2 separate regions of the Sus scrofa genome follow, and region 2 is linked to region 1. The links are chromatin contacts, called in public HiChIP or PLAC-seq maps. All regions are on one chromosome and are shown on one strand. The core of a region is the stretch at or near the end of the contact, and the rest is flanking DNA. Distances in the headings are between cores, read along the strand shown.

Region 1 (6,495 bases), core at 1,335-3,834:
AGAGAGCAGGAAAGCCTAGGAATGCTGTAGGAGGACACACATATCTCCATGAATTGGCCAGGGGTCCCAGTTGCTCTAACATCTTTCAGAGGGTGGGAACTGAGAGTTACACTCACTTCTCATCTGATCCTCGGGGGTTCAGGAGAAAATTGCATAGTTATCCAGAGCTGGTGTTTGTGTAGAACCCTCTTATGAGAGGTAGCATCTTAGGAAGGATTAGACTATTTATAATGTGTTATTATAACTCCTTGGCCCTTGGGGAAATTCCTTATGGGTGCCTTTCCTCATTAACTGGACTTTTCCACTGTGCCTTTGTTATTGTGTTAAATGCTGAGGTCCTGCCTGAAATTTGGCCTAGTTCCCAGACTGTACAACAGGGTCTAATTTTTGTCCTAATAAACAAACACAGTTTGTATGTACTGATATCCAAAGGCGTCTCTGTAGTTCAGCAAGCCGACCCCACATCAACCCAAAGAAATGCCCACTCTGGTTGTCTAAGGCATCTAAAACCCTAGACTGAGATGGGCCAAGGAGCCAAAGCTAAGGGCCTGCTTCTCAACAGATGGCAGACCTGCAAGGAGGAGGCAGAGAAGAGCTTTGGCAAAGCAGAAGCAGGAGACAAACATATCATTAGGGATGCCCTGTAAAAGTCCCAGTGAAACACAATCTTGGATTTCTTTTTTCTTTTGAGTATGCTTCCTTTTGTCTTAACTCTGATCTTTCTGGAGAAGGCATATATGAAGTTTCTCTCACTCTCTATATAATTTTAGGAGCATTTTTAGTCCTTTTTCAGATGTCGTGAAAGAAAAGTTATCATTTTATCTGGAACAATTTAAAAGGTTTTATAAGTTGTATGCATCTAAACACCCTGGAGGAAAAAAAAATTAGTGTGATTAAATTAATCTCAGAGGGAAATTTAATTTGTTCCCCTGGTAATTGTCCAATATTAGTTTTTTGGTAGATAAATTGTTATTCATGGGCCATTTACTAGCTCTAGAACAGTCTTTCAGTTGCTAAAACACCAAACTAAGGCCTGAGAGTGGAAAGCAGAACAAGGTTCATGACACTGTCAGGCAGATTTGCTTTGGGGTGAGACCAAGGCCTTTCTGAAAGCTCACCTTGCCACTGTCTCTGTTTTTGAGGTCTAGATGGGAAATGAAGCTCCCTAGACAAGCCCCGTGACACTCTCCCTAGATTGAAAGGACTGAAAGTGACTGCTCCAGCTGATTGAATTAGTGTGTGTGCTCCACTGTGCTTTAATTTAGGGAGGCTCTTTTCACCAGATGAAGAATGTCCTAAGAGGGTGAGTGAGTTTACTGATCAGAAGGGAGGCTAGAGACTGACTCCTTGTTTCTGACTCATTTACCAGGAAACACATACCATTTGGGAGAACACATGACTCCATGCAACATAGCTTTTGTGGGCAACTCTTAAAACTTCTCTGAGCCTCGATTTTCTCATCTGTAAAATGATGCTGAAGTGGTAACAGCTCGCTGGAATTTTTTGAAGATTACATGAGATTATGCATGTTCAGTGCTCAGTCCAGTGCTTGGCATATGTCAGGAGACAACCCCTGTTAGCTAGTGTCATTTTATGATACAAGAGACACCATTACACACAAACTAAATTTTCCTTTCTGTGTCTAAGCCTTGGTGACACATGAGTCGTACTCATTTCCTTTGACCATAACAGTGTTGCGTCTTCAACTTGGCCCTCTTAAAACTTTCTAAGTATGCTCCCTACTTGTGAAAAGAGAATCTTTACAATATTTACTTCCCATATTTACTTTGTATATCTGTAATTATAATGTTTATGTGTGTATGTATTCATAGAAATGTACATTTGTATGTGTGTGAATACATATGTGCATTAAATATTAGTAACTTTACATTTTGAAATCTTTGTTAAAATATGTATGGAAATTCTTAATTTATTTTTCTGATAGCTTGAAGGACTGTTTTGGACATCCCCTGGGGGACAGGTGTTTAGTGGTCTCATAGGTAGGGTCATCTTGAAGGTACATGAAGCAGGCATCTTCTTGTCAGGCAAGGTGTTCCTACTCTATTGCTCACTGTTTTCTTCATAGCACTGATCACTTACTTAAATTGTGTCATCAGTGTACAAGTTTATCATCTGCTTATTCCTGCCTCTCTTCCTACAACTAAAGTGCAGGGTCAGGTCTTTGCTTATTCACCTCTATAGTTCTGGCTCAATGACGCATTGCATGACACATAGAAGACCCTTAGATGAATGAATAGGTGAACATTGGGGGAAATGTGCCCTCTGCTCTCTCCCCTGCCACAAATGTTTTTGCTTATGGTGGGGAGCCCAGGCACAGGAGAATGTTATGATGATGATGGTGGTATTGGTGATAATGAATGTAACCAGTGTTTATTGATGACTCTCTGTAAAGCCCCTTCTGTGGGTTGAGTGTTATCACTTCTCGATTCCTCCCAACTGTGAATGCTGTGGATTCCTCACTGAGCAACCTTGACTCATACTGAGGAGCTGTGGTTCTGCCTGGTACCAGTGAGGCGCCAGATGTCCAATCTCCAGGCCAGCTTGTCCCATACATGCATTTTTTTGGGATCTTTGCATAAACATGGGCGTGTCACATATTTCCTGCATGGTGCAAATGCCTTTAGACCACTTCCTTTTTAATGCAAGTAGTCTGTGGACAGTCTCTTTTTTGGTTTTCATTTTATGGTTTAGAGATAATCTCTTCCCTAAAAGTCAGGGCTATTTTTCTCTTTAGAATCCAACTTGTACTATAATAGTACTCTATCTGCTGCCTCTCTGGTAAGAAAAATAGCCTCTCCCACCCAAGATCCTGACAGTTACTTTTTATAGCTGTTACAACATAAAAATATTTCATCAAATGTGGGGAGATCTTTTGCTAGTGCTGAAACTTTGGTAATCATTGCGAAAGCTCCTGGGGTTTGGCCTGTGGGATTCATAGACGCAGGCAGTGTCCCCAGACAACCGCCAACTGCATTTAGGCTCAGCCGTCCATGACTCACTCTTTAAGGCAAATATAGAAATAAAAGTAAACTATTATATAAAAACACAAACTAATCTTGTGTATATTATTAACCCTCTTACTTGAGATTTGATTTGTTGGGTATAAAAGAAAAATCAACTCAAACTGACTTAGACAATACTATAAATGGACAGATCATATAACTAAAAAGCCAGAGGTATGACTAGCCTCAGGAGAAGCTTGGACTAGTTTATTTCTCTGCATTTCTTGGCCCTGCATCTTCAGTGTAAGAATTATTCTTGGCAGCTTCATCCACTCTTGGTTCTGAGATGCTGTCGGTGACCCTTAGGACTACTTGCTTCCTAGGTTGGAATCCAGTAAGAGGGAGAAAACTTATGTCTCCAGCAAATTCCCAGAACTGATAAAATGACTATTATTAAGACCTTAATCATGTGACATGTGTCATGTGCTAATCCCTGAATTCAAAGTATATTTAGGAGGATGGGCCATATAGTTGGTTTAAGCTCATCTGGGCCTGACCCTGGAGTTATGGATGGGAGTTGAGTTTACAGATCACAGGACTAAGAAATTTGGAGCATTGTCAGCTGAGGGGAAGGGGAAAATAGTCAAATATCTGTTACATCTGGCATTGAAATAGGACTTGTTTGAGAGCATTGAGGTTGCTTGGTATTTATTTTTTGTAGCTTATGTGTCTTGTACTCTTCAAATATTAGGGTTTGTTTACATTTCTGGTTGTGGTGGCCATTGGTGATATCCATTACTGTTTCTGGCTTTCTGCCTTTTGGACACATGTTACTCTTTTTGGTCAATGAGTTGTGAGAGTGTGGGTTGAAGCATTAAGTTGTAGGTGTGAGACTCTTCAGAGCTTTCTCTTTCCCTCTAGTATTGCAGCTGGAAGCATCTGAGATAGTGGCAGTTCCCTTGTGAGTAACTATGATGAGCAGAGTCCCTCTGCTGGCTCATCCTGGACAAGTAACATGCTTAAAAAATAAACTCTTATTACCTTGAACCATGAAGATTCTGAAATTGTTTGTTACTGTGGCATACTTGGTTTATCTAGCCTAGGACACAGAATTTCCTAAACCCATTTGGGTTATTTGAGGGATACTCAACAAAAATCCTCTATTTGTATAATTTTTTCAATTTAGCAAAAATGCTTTTATGTCTGCGATATCATCTTATACCCACTTAGTTGTATACATGTGTAATGAGAAATATTATTAGTTTCATTTTGCCAGTGGAAGCATTGAGGCGGACTCCTCAAATGCTCTGTTTACTGTTTGTTACTTTCCATCTGTTTTGTTTTCTTCTTTTAAATTAATTTTTTTTATTATAGAGTTGTGTCATTTCTCCTGTATAGCATAGTGATCCCGTCATGCATACACACACACACACACACACACACACACACACGTTTTTTTTCTCATACTCCTTTATGGTCTATCCCAAGAGATTGGATATAGTTTCATGTGCTTTATAGAAGGACCTTATTGCTTATGCATTCTAAGTGTAATAGTTTGCATCTACCAGCCCCAAACACCCTATCTATCCCACTTCCTCCTCCATCCCCCTTGGCAGCCACAAGTCTGTTCTCTACGTCTGTGAGTCTGCTTCTGTTTTGTAGACAGGTTCATTTGTGCATGTTTTAGATTACACATGTAAAAGATATCATTGGGTATTTTTTTCTTTCTCTTTCTGACTTACTACACTTAGTATGAGAATTTCTAGTTGCATCCATGTCGTTGCAGATGGCATTATTTTGTTCTTTTTTATGGCTGAGTAGTATTACATTGTATGTGTACCACATCTTCTTCGTTCATCTGTCAATGGCTTTGTTTTCTTAAGCACAGTGATTACACATTAAAATATCATTATACAAAACAGTGCTTTTCATTTTAATAGTATTTTACTTGATGGCCCATCTTGAAGAATTTGTCATTTTTTTTACTTTATTCTTCCCCTGCACCAAGTCATTACTGAAAATGTCAAAGGACTTTTGCTGCTTCTGTTGGAAAGCTGAATTAAGGAAGTGGTTAGCTATACTATTTGCCTACCTTGAGCTTTGAGAGGGGCTGAAAGGGAATGTAAGGAAGCTGTGATTGTACATCGGGCAGTAGATATCTGGGTTCCTACTGAGGGGACTGACTCAAGAAGAAAGTATAGACATCCAGTATTTCCCTTGGTAGGAAAGTGACAGGCTGTTAGAAATATAGTGTAGAGGAGAAAGCAAAGGCTGATGGCTCTGAATGCTTAAGAAACACCTGCCTGGTAGTGAATTGGGGAAGCATAGTGGTGAAGAGAGTGGACTCTGGAAGCAGAGCACCACGATTCAAATCCTGGGCCCACCACTCACAAACTGTGCAATCTTGTGTAAACTGCTTAATCTTGCTGTACCTTGGATTTCCCTTCTATGGAGTGGGAATAATAGTACCTATTTCATAAAGAGGCTGTGAGGATAAAATGAGCTATGAAATGTTAAGCTCTTAGAATGATGTATATAATAAGAGCTTGATAAATATCAGCCATTGTTATTATTCCTGCCACCACCCTGGTCTGAGCCTCCTCATCTCTCACCTGGACTAACTGAAAGACCTCCTCATTGGTCTTCTCACACCTATTCTTTGTTATTTCCATCTTTGTTCTTAGCTAGGGTAATCTTTTAAAATTAGAATATCATCAGATTGCTTAAGACCTTACAATAAAGACTAAGGTCCTTAGTACAGATTGCAAGAAACTTCTCTTTGCAGCTTCGGTTTGTGCTGGGCTCTGAAGTTCAGCCTCATGGTCCCTCTTTTAGATCTGTAAGTGTGCTGCCTTCTGCCCACATCAGGACTTTTGAATGAATATGTTTTAAAGGAGCAATGCCTTTTCCTCATTCTTATGTTGCCCTCCAGGTGGAGGGGTCTCTATGGGGGTGACATTTCTCTCTCCACCCTTTTTCTCACTCTGGCCTGTGAGACGTGGAGTTATTTACCTGATGTATCAATCTTGGAAGAATATCTAGGCCTCTTTGGCACAGCTCTCCCCTCTTCCTCTTGGAAATGAGCTTCCTAGAGGGAGCAGGTGGTCTCTGAAGCTTCTCCAAGGGCAGGCTCCTTCCCACCACAGGAGAGGCCTGTCCTGGTCCAAGATTGCTTATGACTGGGAGTTAAACCCTTCTCATGTGGGGTCAGTTAATGGGTCCACCTGGATAAAAGCTAAGGCCATGATTTTCAGCCTGATGTCTATCAGCACTAATGCTCTAACATTCCACAGATGTACTCCTTTCCCCTCGGTTTCCTCTTCCTCTCCTCCTCCTTACTTCTGAACTGGGATATTTCTAGTAGTTTTTGGTAAGAAAGTAGTTCTAAGAGGATAGTGGTAAAGATCTTCTGTGCCTTATTATAGAATAAGTTGCACTACAATGTGATTGTAAGTCAGTAGGCTGGCTCGATGAAGTGACTAAATATTTATTAATGTGCCCGGTTTAAAGTTTTACCGATGCTCATATTCTT
Region 2 (6,600 bases), core at 2,118-4,617, 690 kb after region 1:
TCTGCAAATCAATCAGTGTGATACACCACACTAATAAATAAAAGTCATAAAGAAGAAGAAAACCATATAATCATCCCAATAGATGCAGAGAAAGCTTTTGACAAAAGTCAACATCCATTTATGACAAAAATTCTCCAGAAAGTGGGCACAGAGGGAACCTACCTCAACATAATAAAGGACATATATGATAAAACCACAATGAACATACAACAGTGAAATGCTGAAAGAATTTTTTCTCAGCTCAGGAACAGGAGAAGGATGTCCACTCTCACCACTTTTATTCAACATAGTTCTAGAGGTCTTAGCACAGTGATCAGAAGAAAAAGAAATAAAAGGAATCCAAATTAGAAAAGAAGTAAAACTGTCACTGTTTGCAAATGAAATGATACTATAGATAGAAAACCCTAAAGATGCCACAGAAAACTACTAAAGCTCATCAATGAATTTGGTAAAGTTTCAGGATACAAAATGAATATACAGAAATCTCTTGCATTTCTATACACTAACAACAAAAGATTAGAAAAGGAAACAATCCCATTTATCATTAAATCAAAAAGAATAAAATACCTAGGAATAAACCTACCTAAGTATGCAAAACACCTTTTCTCCAAAAACTATAAGATGCTGATGAAAAAAATCAAAGATGACACAAACAGATGGAAGATATATCATGTTCTTGGATTTGAAGAATCACTATTGTCAAAATGACTATACTACCCAAGGCAATCCACAGTTTCAGTGTAATCCCTATCAAATCACCTGTAGCATCTTCATAGAACTAGAACAAAACATTTAAAAATTTGTATGGAGGAGTTCCTGTCATGGCTCAGCAGTTAACGAACCCAACTAGCATCCATGAAGACGCAGGTTCAATCCCTGGCCTTGCTTAGTGGGTTAAGGATCTGGCTCTGCCATGAGCTGTGGTGTAGGTTGCAGATGCGGCTCAGATCCCATGTTGCTGTGGCTGTGGCATAGGCCACCAGCTGCAGCTCTGATGTGACCCCTAGCCTGGGAACCTCCATATGCCATGGGTACAGCCCTAAAGAGACAAAAAGACCAAAAAAAATTTGTATATAAACACCAAAGACCCCAAATAGACAAAGCAATCCTGCTATGAAAGACAAACAGAGCTAGAAGAATCACCCTCCCTGACTTCAGACTATACTACAAAGCTACAGTCAACAAAATAGTATGTTACTGGCACAAAAACAGACTTATAGATCAATGAAACAAGATAGAAAGTATACCCAGGCACCTATGGTCAATTAATCTACAACAAAGGAAGCAAGAATATACAACAGAGAAAAGACGGTACTGAGAAAACCGACAACTGCATGTAAAAGAATGAAATTAGAATATTCTCTAATACCACAAAAATAAACTCAAAATGGATTAAAGGCCAAAATGTAAGACCAGATACTACAAAACTCCAAGAGGAAAACAGGTAGAAGAACACTCTTTGACATAAATCTCAGCAATATCTTTTTAGGTCTGTCTCATAGAGTAATGGAAATAAAAAAATAAATAAACTGGGACCTAATTAAACTTACAAGTTTTACACACCAAAGTAAATCATAAAAAATTTTTTGAAAAAAAAAAACAGAAAAGACAACATACATGATGGGAGAAAATCTGCAAATGAAGCAACCAACAAGGGATCAATCTCTAATATATACAAACAGTTCATGCAGCTCTTTACCAAAAATACAAACAACTCAATCAAAAAATGGGTAGAAGATCTAGACATGTCTCCAAAGAAGACACGCAGATGGCCAAAAACCACATGAAAAGATGCTCAACACCACTAATTTTAGATAAATGACAATGATAAAACTACTAATTTTAGAGAAATGACAATGACAAAACTACAATGAGGTATAACCTCACAGAATAGCCATTATCAGTAAGTCTACAAGTGATAAATGCTGGAGAGGGTGTGGAGAAAAGGGAACCTTCCTACATTGTTGGTGGGAGTATAAATTGATATAACCACTATGGAGAACTGTATAGAGTTTCCTTTAAAAACTAAAAATAGGGAGCTCCCTTTTGGTACAATGGGTTAAGGCCCTGGCATTGACACTGCAATGGCTTGGGTTGCTGTTGTGACACAGGTTCAATCCCTGGCCTAGGAACTTCCATGTACTGCCTACCAAAAAAATAAAAAATAAAACAATAGAACTACCATATGATCAAACAATCCAATGCCTGAGCATCTATCTGAAGAAAACCCTAATTTGAAAAGATACAGGCACCCCAACATTCATTATGGCACTATAGACAATAACTAAGAAATGGACACAACCTAAACATCTATCAACAGAGGAGTGGATAAAGAAGATGTGGTACATATATACAATGGAATACTATTAAGCCATAAAAAGGAATGAAATAACGCCATTTGCAGCAAGATGGATGGACCTGGAAATTATCATACTAAGAGAAGTCAGATAGAGAATGACAAATGTCATGTAATATCACTTATATGTGGAATCTAAATAAATGATACAAATGAACCTATTTATAAAACAGAAACGGACTAACAGACTTTGAAATCAAACTTATGGTTACCAAAGAGGAAAAAATGGGGGAGGTGGGGAGGGATAAATTAGGAGGTTGGGATTAACATATATAAACTACTATACAAAAAATAGATAATCAACAAGGAACTACTGTACAGCACAGATAACTCTATTCAATGTTCTGTAATAATCTACAGGAGAAAGGAATCTGAAGAAGAACAGATATATATGTAGAATTGAATCACTTTTGCTATACACCTGAAATTAACACGACACTGTAAATCAACTATACCTCAATATAAAATTTCAAAAATTTTTAAAGCTAGTTTAACCAAAAAAAATAAATAAAAGTAAACACATTTTAAAGATTTTATTCAACTCAGTCAATGAGGGAACTAGTAAGGTACCTTAGGTGGTTTATTTAAAAAAATAAAAACAAAAACTCTCACACAAACATATAAAAATTCCAGAATTCTCTGGCTTTTGTGGCTTTAGAATGGCTGCAGCAACCAAAAACAGGGCTAGTACTATTAGCCTTGTAGGATAAGAGGGAGATTCTGAGCTCTGGCCTACCCATGAGTGGCTCAAGTATGGACTGGTACACAGCACACAACACAGTTGTGTATGTCATTCCCACACACCACTACGGGGCTTTTCCTACAGAAGTTGAGAGTTTCAAGATGCTCTGTCTTTAAAATCATACTTAATAGTGTTATGTTTGTATTCATTCTCAGTTCCTTAAATATTTGAAGAGGCAAAGTGCACCAAAGACTAATACACACATCTGAAAGAGGAAGAGGAAAACCCAGGAAGAAGGCATCATCCCCAAGTGTCTGGGATATAGTTCAGCCCATTTCTTCCTAGAAATTAAAGAAGCTTTACTCATGGTGTGATCCTGCCCTCTGTGGCCAGACAGCTGAGAAGTCAACAGGAGCTTAGAAGCAAAAGGGAGAAGCCAGGCAGAGGGAAAAGAAAAAGAACTACATGAAAACAAATCTTCCCCACTCTTGTCTTCCAAAACAACTTAAAGCATATCTTGTGCACATAACAAAAATAAGTATTTGATTTATTCTTTTATATTTTCTTTCATAAGAATTTGTTATCTTTTTTTCCTTTGGCCCTGCCAGGGGTTCCAAGGCTACAGATCGAATCCGAGCCACTGCAGTGACAAAGCAGATCCTTAACCCACTGCACCACAAGAGGATTTCAAGAATCTGTTATCTTGTAAAAACAGAAACAAAAGACAAAAGGACTTATTTTTATTTGGCCTTATTAGAAGTCCATCACACAGATTTTAAGGATTTTTGCTCAACCAATATCTGTAAACTCTCTAAAGATTTCTAATTTCCTGTGGAGTTTCTTCTAGGCTCTTTGTAGAAAACTTTTCTTCAATATTCTTATAAGAACAACAATCAAATGTATTGAAATCAGAGAATTTAGGCACCTGATATCTTACAAGGTATTTTTAAAATCAATTTCCTTAATACTGAGAACACATAATTGGAAACTGAAATTCCTGACTGACTCCTTTTACATTGTAAAGTACCTTTACACTTCTCCATTAGAGGAAAAATAAATTACTCTTAGACTTAACTGAGACAACTTATGAGGGCTACACTTTTATCCAAAGAGAAAATTCCACAGCACTTCTCATGGCTCTTCTGTGATACAAGAGCTCATTCACATTCTTGCCAATTTGAGTTTGCTCCTTAAATTAAGCAAGCAACCAGATGCCACATGGCTTTATATCTTCTCAGGCAAAAGCACCAGAATGGAAAATAGCCAAAAGGAAATGCATTAACCACAAAATAATCTATTTTCATCACCTTCTTTAGTTTCAAGAAAAAGTCATAGCCAAGCAAAGTCAAAATCTGATATTATCTCCCTTACTTGGTACAGCATCGCTAAGGCCAGCTTATTCTTACACTGAGATAAAAAGGAACTGTGATAAGAGCACTGGATTAAGTCAAAAGACTGGGATTTGGAATCTGGCTACAGCACTTACTACCTCTCTAGTTTTGTAACTAAACATTACTCTCTGACCTCAAGTTTTCTCCTCTGTGAAATGAAGATAACATGTGCTCCAGGCTTGTTGTGAGATTCAAATCAGATGACGTGGGTGAAGCGTAATGTGCAAACCATAAACTAAATAAGTTTTTTGGCTTTTTTTTTAACTCTAGATGTCTTCCTAAAGAACAGTGTATGCCAAGTCCATGATTTTCTTTTCTGAGGAGATGTTCATTTGTGCTGGATATTAGATTCCAGTTATAAGTGATATCATATGGTATTTGTCTTTGTCTTTCTGGCTCATTTCACTCAGGATGAGATTCTCTAGTTCCATCCATGTTGCTGCAAATGGCATTATGTCATTCTTTTTTATGGCTGAGGAGCTTGGGCTTATCAGACACAACTTAGAATAGATTTACAAGGAGATCCTGCTGAGCAGCATTGAGAACTTTGTCTAGATACTCATGTTGCAACAGAAGAAAGGGTGGGGGGAAAATGTAATTGTAATGTATACATGTAAGGATAACCTGACCCCCTTGCTGTACAGTGGGAAAATTTAAAAAAATTATTAAAAAAAAAAAAGTGTATGCCACTGTCTTATACTTGCTCAACGCCGTGATTATTGCTCGTGACTTTGGAAATTACAGGATCCAAACAAATTAGTCAGCAACCAGGCAGCACTATGTCAGCATATGGTCACAGGCAAAGTGGGTAATCCAAGCAAAGAGATTCGTGTCTAGCCCGGCAGCTGCATCTAAGCAGCAGGGCCACGCCAACCTGGAGCACAATAACTCTCTCCTTTCTTAAACTAGCACCCAAACCACCCAACTCATTCTCAGCCTCAGTTTCCATTTAGTCCCTCGTGGACTCTGTTTATCCTCCAAGGAGTGTTCTTCATTTATCACTGTGCTAGATACATGTGCCCATCTCTCCTGGCTCTGTACACAGCTTTACCTTTCTCCTGGGGTGACACCTTAGGGAACATCCCTCCCAAATCAGTCTGGTCCCTGAGCTTCTAGAAACTCAGACATTATACCACACTCTTAGATAATCCCTATCTGTGGGCCAAGGCCTGACAAATAATCCTTAAATTTTTCCTAACCAGTCCCTAGTGATGGATTGTAGCCATTCTAAAAAGTGATAAGGATTTGAGGATTTTTCTCTGTGTGTGTATGTGTGTTTAATTTGAATGGCCTCTGATCATTTCGAAATATAATTTTTTAGAAATTTGGAAAGAGAAAATAGCATAGCTGTTTGGAAGTCTGGCTGGTTTAGCAGAGGCTGCAAGCCCCAGTTTGATTGTAGACATCTCTGTCTACACTCTCATCTCAAGGTCAACATCTCCCAACTCACACTCATAGCCAGGTAAAGAAACAAAGGAATTTAGGCAGAAAGAGAACATTAGATTCCATATCCACTTGAGAAAGTCATGGATTTCCATGATGGGAAAATTAGTCCAAGTCAAAACTAAGTGTAGTCAAAGTGTAGGCACCTGGAATAAAGGGATGGGGGCACCCTCCTGGGTCCCCTGCTGGAGGCATCTGTCATCTATGCCTCCATTCATACAATCTAAGTACAATACCATATTCAGTAAGAATCGCATTTCCTAACGGGTTCCAGAAGCATTTACTTAAGGTCTTAGACCAACCAAAACACAAATTCAGAAGGAAACAAGGCAAGATATAAAGGGATTTGATTTCTAAAATTTCAGCTGAGTGCCAAGAGAATTTAGCAGGAAATTTGGCTGAGATTAGATGGCTGGATTCTGAAAGTAAATCAAATGACATAAATCTAGGAGACTCTAGAATCCCACAGACTAATTTATGTCCATAGATTTTTTTAAAATTTACTCTAAAAGCAAAAGGGGGAATCTTTTGAAAATGACAGAATGATAAAATGGATTCATTCATCCAACATAGGTTTACTGAGTACGCACAAAACCTAAGCAAATTATAGAAAGTGATGCAAGTGGGCCAGTGGGGAGGTTATTTTAGATAAAGTGGTAACATTAAGTATTCATCATTTTTACAACAACAATGAAATCATTATTCTTTGGGGGAATAAAACTTAAATA

What was found. HiChIP or PLAC-seq counts read pairs in DNA pulled down with a chosen protein or histone mark.
Region 2: a contact with region 1 is called in an H3K27ac HiChIP or PLAC-seq map of alveolar macrophages. The contact joins two enhancer-like sites. A contact is called at or near these places in 1 of 47 Hi-C or Micro-C datasets (embryonic fibroblasts) and 1 of 2 datasets of contacts at active chromatin or transcription factors (alveolar macrophages).

Annotation. Positions count from the first base shown.
Region 1 is chr1:121,722,692-121,729,186 of Sscrofa11.1, forward strand. The region is part of intron 3 of ATP8B4 (probable phospholipid-transporting ATPase IM); the gene reads left to right. Among named protein-coding and RNA genes, the nearest start is that of ATP8B4, 97 kb to the left of the region's middle. Within about 2 kb of position 2,585, at least 21 of the 83 cell types and tissues checked have an H3K27ac peak or open chromatin away from gene starts, as enhancers often do. A contact at or near this core is called in alveolar macrophages, where this site is marked.
Region 2 is chr1:122,415,679-122,422,278 of Sscrofa11.1, forward strand. All of the region lies in intron 9 of GALK2 (N-acetylgalactosamine kinase), which reads right to left. Among named protein-coding and RNA genes, the nearest start is that of GALK2, 120 kb to the right of the region's middle. Within about 2 kb of position 3,368, at least 3 of the 83 cell types and tissues checked have an H3K27ac peak or open chromatin away from gene starts, as enhancers often do. A contact at or near this core is called in alveolar macrophages, where this site is marked.